2 separate regions of the Sus scrofa genome follow, and region 1 is linked to region 2. A link is a contact called in public HiChIP or PLAC-seq data. All regions are on one chromosome and are shown on one strand. The core of a region is the stretch at or near the end of the contact, and the rest is flanking DNA. Distances in the headings are between cores, read along the strand shown. Region 1 overlaps PDHX (pyruvate dehydrogenase protein X component, mitochondrial). Region 2 overlaps SLC1A2 (excitatory amino acid transporter 2).

Region 1 (3,144 bases), core at 219-2,718, 270 kb after region 2:
CGTTAATAACAGCACATTATAAATAATGGTTAATTCTTACCTGCAGCACACTTGGTTCTTTCATTGCTCCACTTCGCCTGAGATAAAGTCCGTCATGATGCAATGGGTAATGAGGACAAATTTTCCTTGAAAACTAAAAGTTAACTGCCATTGTAATTTTTCTCCCACACTCTAACTACAACATATTAACTTAGAGCACCACCTATCTTTCAATAAAAGGTTAGGAAACTAGTTTTACTTTTGCAACAGCTGGCCTGTACAATTTAGTATGATATTAAGTCCAAAATGCAAAAAGAAAAGAAAATTCTAAGAAGGTTCATTTGACAGTGCATAAAAGATCATTCTACCAGAATACAGAAAATTCTTAGTAATGTTTTAAACAAGGGAGTCTGGCCAGCTGTGTACTGAAGATCTTAATCTTCCACAAAAATGGTCAATGAACAAACTGTAGCTGGAAATGTTAACTAGAAGTTGCGGTTAGGGAGAAGCGGAGCTGTTTTGACTTTGAAATTCTAACACTCCTTGATATTTTCAGGTATTAACTAAATGTGTTGCTTTTTCTGTAAAAGTCTTCCCAACATTTAGGTCATTTCCCTTATTTAAATGAGGGTAAAAGTACAAATAAATATAAATACAAAATAAATATATTGTATAAATATATATTGTATATTTATACAATATAAGTATAAATAAATAAATATAAATTTATAATGTGGGAGACAGTCTGCTCATACAGCACACAGTTCATTCTCTGCTACGATCCCAGTCAAGGGCACCACACCCTCTTCTCAAATCCGTGTTATTCTCTGACCTCATGCTGCAACAGAATTATTTTTAGAAATGGCAATTTCTTACATAAACCTAAGCAGCGTAACACATTGGAGAAAATACTTTTAGTCAGAATGAATGGGCATTTGCACCAAAAGTCAAACCATGAGAAACAACTGATTACGTGAAAACCTGGCTGTGACATCCACGAAGAATGGAAATGTCTTGAATTTATACAGCATTTCTCCTGCGCGGTTCGCCGCAGCTCTCTAAGGCAGGCGGGAGTGGGGATCATCGCCCATGTCACCTACAGGGAAACAGATGCACTAGAGTTTAAGTGTGTCGACCACTGGAAAAACAGAACTCCCAGGGATTGATGGTGACCTACGGCTGTCTCATGCCCTATTCCTCAGATATAAAAATTAAGAGAAAAAAAATTTTAGTTAAAACTGACTGAAAATCAATGTAACTCATCAAAGTTATTTTGTAAATAGCACTTGGTTACAATTTGCAGTATAACTCAATATGACAAAAGGTCTGGAGATTGTTTATAAAAAACGGCTTGTTAAAATTGAGTGGAATAAGCATTTCTTAGCAGTTGATGTACTGGGGCTCTAAGCATTTCAGAAAGCTCTTTTGTGAGAGCCTAACTTGCTCATCGTGCCATAGCACACAGCTTGGACGACACAGTCACTCTCTTGGTGATTCATGGCAGCAAACACGAACATGAGTCTTTCTGTGACTGGTTATTTAAATCATCATCCCACTCTGGTTATGATTACCTTGTCAGATGTAGCAGAGTTGTTAAAAGAGAGATATTAAGCTCTTCTAACCTTTACAACAATCGGGCAAATTTTCATCTTATCAATGGAATAAAAGGGACAGTTCTCACAAGCTTCATAGGCCTTCTACTCTCTTTCCAAAGTTTTACACTCCACATCCATTATTTTCCTAATTTTACAGTGGACCCTTGAACATGGTTTTGAACTGCGCATGTCTGATTATACACAGAGTTTCTTCAATCCATACGTACTGTAGACCTACTCGAGCCCTAGATGACTGAATCCCCAGATGGGGAACCATGGATATGAGAGTCAACCATAAACTTACACACAGATTTTCCATTTCATGGGTCCACACCCCTAACCCTGAGTGATTCAAGGGTCAACTGTAATTTTAAATTCTTTTTCCTCCTATAGAGTCCCTTTTAAACTGTTCCAGGGAAATTACTAATCTACTTCAAGGCACTAAATCTCTGTGCCCTAACATGTAAAATACAACACAAATGTTTACTTTTTTTTTACATTTTTATTTTGCAATATAAACATGATTAAAATGCACTATGAAACAACATTTTGTGTTTACATCAAAACTAACTTAAAATGTTTGGTAGGAAATAGCATAATTTTTTAAAATATGTTCCAACTCAGTATGAAGGTGAGCAGTTTATTTCTGAATTTTATTTAGGTATTTTAACTATAGTTTATTATTGAAACAAACAAAATTTTTGGTCTCTTTTTCTTCACTTTTGATTTTTCTTTAATTCTTTTTTAGTTCACAGTGTCATAGATGTGTAAAATAGGACTGATAGAAACCACTCTAAAACATATGGCTTTATATACATAAAAAAAAATCCAATAATGTTGCCACAACCCCTAATACAGTGTGATTCTTATTTACTAGTATCCAGAATAAACTTCTGTACATATTAAATTGTTCAAGTATAGCTAGAGCAGTGCTTGTAGAAGTGAGGTCCCACTGCTACGTTAACGGGCATCTCTTTGAAGACCGCTTCTAACTTCAACACAACTAAGGTAGAGTTCTACCAATTAGTTGACTTTACAATATATTATACATTCTCAATTATTCTAAAATGCTCCAATGAGCCAAACATACGATTTAATTGACACCTAGTTTAACATCCATTTTGTACAGCACCAGTGGTTAAATTAAAAATGGATCTGACTAACCAAATGTTCTCTTTCTTCTTAGTTACAGCTTGTTACTTAGTTCTATAACATTAAACCCGGGTTGATAAAGAGGATAACCTGGGTCAAACTCTTTCATCTTAAATAAATAAACATTTCATCCACTTCACACTTAAATACCTAATCGTTTTCGTATAGTGTAAGTTTTTCAGTAATAGCTATACAATTGACGAAGTCAAAGACCAACTTCTTATCTCAGAGGACTAGGCAAGTCGGAAAGGATTCTCCAGGTTTGCTTTAAAACTTTCAAGAAATCTGGTGGCCAGTTCATCATCTACCACTCGGCTGTCGCTTGACATTGTGACGGTGATGAGCTGGTGCTGCTGCAGCTTGGCATTCCCCTCTTCATCCTGAGTGAGCTTCAGCACAGGTCGGAATCTCCCAACAG
Region 2 (2,988 bases), core at 417-2,916:
CATATATTAATTTATCTAATCCTCACAGCCACCCGATGAAGTAGGTATTTGTCTTAGTGAGCTTAGGCTACTGTAACAAAATACCATAGTTATATGGCTCAAGCAACAGCCATTTATTTCTCACAGTTCTGGAGGCTGGGAAGCCCAAGATTAAGGCACTGGCAAATTCAGCTCCGTCCTCTTCCCGGCTTGCATACAGCTGCCTTCTAGATGTTGCTCACATGGCCTTTCCTTGGTGCATGGAGAGAGGGAGCAAGCTCTTGGGTCTCCTCTTATAAGGGCGGGCACTAAACCCATCACGAGGGCTCTACCTTCATGATCTAATCACCTCCCAAGCTCCTATCTCCAAATTCTATCCCATGGGAGATTTGGGCTTCAGCAAGTGGGTTTGGGGAGGACACCGCTCAGTCCAGAGCAGTACTCTATGGGAGCCTCAGTTTCCTGTATGAGGGGGACAGTCATCACACATTCAGGTGTGGTTGAGAGCTTTGTACCTGGTGCATTGTCACCTGTCAATAAATGTTTGCTACGAGTATCGTTACTACTATTGATGCTTCATATAACACTCCTAGAATATGAAAGAAAAATGTGACTCTGATACAGCAAGTGCCATGATGTTAGTCAGTGGAAAACATGCTTCAGGTCATTTTATCAAGCTTCTAAATCATGTCCTCCTAACAGATTGCAGGTGAGACTGCCTACCTCCCTTGCTTAAAAATTCAAAGATGGATGGAGCTCCTTGGTGTCCCTGAATTCTTGGCCTTGATGGCAGTCATGCTTTCCATCAAGTTCACACCTCGAGATGAGAACTTAGAGATGGGAGGATGGTCCAGTGACCAGCTGATTGAGATTGTGCCTCAGTTATTTAAATTTATCTACCCAAGATTTATTTTATTTTAATAATGATACTACTGAGAATTTTCCCTGGAAAAAAAGGATGAAGTTGGAACAAATATATTTAATACTTGTGTCCCTGTCAAGTTCAGTGAAACCTGCTATATTTGTAGACATCCCAAGGGCTGTCTCTATGGGGTGGGGGGTGGAAATCTCCTGCCCCCATAGAGTATATGTAGGTCACTGTCTCTAATTTAATCAGAGAAAAAGAGCCAAGTCCAGGTTCATAGCTGTGCTTCCAAGTACTTTCTTCACCTCACTTCCCTGTATTCAGGGAAAGAGGGGCCAGGAATTCTCAGCAAATGCATTAATTAATCATAGAGTTTTCAATGTGAGGAAGGATCGAGGGACATGAGGAGCCAGTGCAGCACTGGAATCAAGCAGACGAGGGTTCAAATCCCAGCAGACCTTGTTCAAACTCTGTGACCCTGGATCCACTCCTTGGTGCCACCATCTGTGCCTTTGTGTAGGGCTGAGAGGTCCGGCTGCGAATAACGTGTGTGTAGTTCCTTGCACAGCATCCAAGAACTAACCGTAGGGAAGTGAGCCAGGAGAGTAGAAGGACTGGATGAGCAGGAAAGGATAAAGGGACAGAGGGGAGGTCACTGCCTGGGGAGCCTGTGGTTGGAGGAGGGTATATTTGGGATGGAGGAACAGAAAGGGAACCAACCTCCAGGAAGAATTCTTTATGGGACTTTGTCTCACACAACCCAGGGGTAACGAGACAATGTGGCCACAGTACAAAGGGATGTGTCAGAGTGACTCATAGAGCAGAAGCTACTGATGTTGTAAATAAAACGGCCAAGGCCGAGAGGTCCTTGGAACTTGGGGAGTTCCCCTTCCCTGGTGTTCAATCCATCTCAGGGAAATGACTGAGAATTCCCACCTGCCAGGAATGTCCCACCTGCCTTGGGACTTTAGGGACGTATTCATTGCAAAGCAGCCTCACCCTGCCCAGATTTCCCAGTAAGAATAACGATTCCCATTTACTAGGGGGTTGCAATGTGCCGGCCTCTTCTAAGGGCTTTTGATTCATGAGCTCCCGATGACTCCAAGAGTGACACACCACTCATAGCTCCTTTTTGACAGATAAGGAAGTCAAGGCACAAAGAGGTTAAGTAAGTTGCCCAAAGCCATGTGGTTACTAAGTGGCAGAGCTGGGATTTGAACCTAGGTCGTTCAACTCCAGAAGCTTTGCTGATAACCACTGCACACTACTACTTCCTCCGTCCTAGATGGATTCAAGGAAAACAGAGTTGTTGAAACGCTGACCCCAGCTCTACATGGACGGAGCCAGGGCGAAAGCAAAGATGCATTCTGTAGATCTCACGTAGGGAAGTGTCTGTTCTGAGCCAAGCCCAAATGTGGGAAGGATGGTTATATGGAAAAACCAGTGTGAACCACAAAACCTCCTGGGACCTTCCTTGAGGTCAGTTCAGGTCCCTCCCAGCTGTGAGACCAGGATTCGGTGCCTGGGCACACCAATGGTCAAACCCATTTGGGACTCTTATTCTTAGTTTGGAACCAGAAGACCTACTCTAAAAAATCTGGAACTGTATAGCCATGAAGAAAACAGCACCCCCCCCCTTTCTTTTCAGCAGACAGAAAAGCAACTTGGGAACCTGTATTTTCAGAAGCATTGTTCCATTTAGAAAGAACAGCTTTTACACATGGGGTCCAGAAAAGAACTGAAAAAGTCACTGCCCCTTGCTGGACCAGAGAGGCTCCCTGGTGTCAAGACAGAGCCCTTGAACCCTAGATGAAACCCTCTTCCAGAGACTTCCACATGGTGTTGGGTGTGCCCTTGGCATTACTTGGAAAGCAAGGGTTGAGATGCTTCAGAAGGAAAGCCTCCCGTTATTTCATTATCCTTTCTTGGCATCCCCTTTCTGAGTAATGCATTTTCCAGCCCAGGGTGAAACGTCCAGGCATTTGAAGCTTAATGTCATTTGGAATTCTGTTGATTTGTTTCCCTGATGTCCACTCAGTTGAGTCTGGATATTTGCTATCCCGCGTTCCCATGTTAACTTTGGCAATGGTCTCCTCAGACTCTCGCCACATAGTCTTGACGTCTCTGGTTCTCTCCGAGACATA

What was found. HiChIP or PLAC-seq counts read pairs in DNA pulled down with a chosen protein or histone mark.
Region 1: an H3K27ac HiChIP or PLAC-seq map of alveolar macrophages shows a contact between it and region 2. The contact joins two enhancer-like sites. A contact is called at or near these places in 3 of 47 Hi-C or Micro-C datasets (embryonic fibroblasts, fetal heart ventricle and heart right ventricle) and 1 of 2 datasets of contacts at active chromatin or transcription factors (alveolar macrophages).

Annotation. Positions count from the first base shown.
Region 1 is chr2:26,012,898-26,016,041 of Sscrofa11.1, forward strand. It overlaps PDHX (pyruvate dehydrogenase protein X component, mitochondrial), which reads right to left. Exons shown (of 13, transcript XM_003122869.4): 13 at 2,057-3,144. The coding sequence ends at 2,960. Among named protein-coding and RNA genes, the nearest start is that of MIR1343, 52 kb to the right of the region's middle. Within about 2 kb of position 1,469, at least 7 of the 83 cell types and tissues checked have an H3K27ac peak or open chromatin away from gene starts, as enhancers often do. A contact at or near this core is called in alveolar macrophages, where this site is marked.
Region 2 is chr2:25,742,480-25,745,467 of Sscrofa11.1, forward strand. All of the region lies in intron 8 of SLC1A2 (excitatory amino acid transporter 2), which reads left to right. Among named protein-coding and RNA genes, the nearest start is that of SLC1A2, 140 kb to the left of the region's middle. Within about 2 kb of position 1,667, at least 17 of the 83 cell types and tissues checked have an H3K27ac peak or open chromatin away from gene starts, as enhancers often do. A contact at or near this core is called in alveolar macrophages, where this site is marked.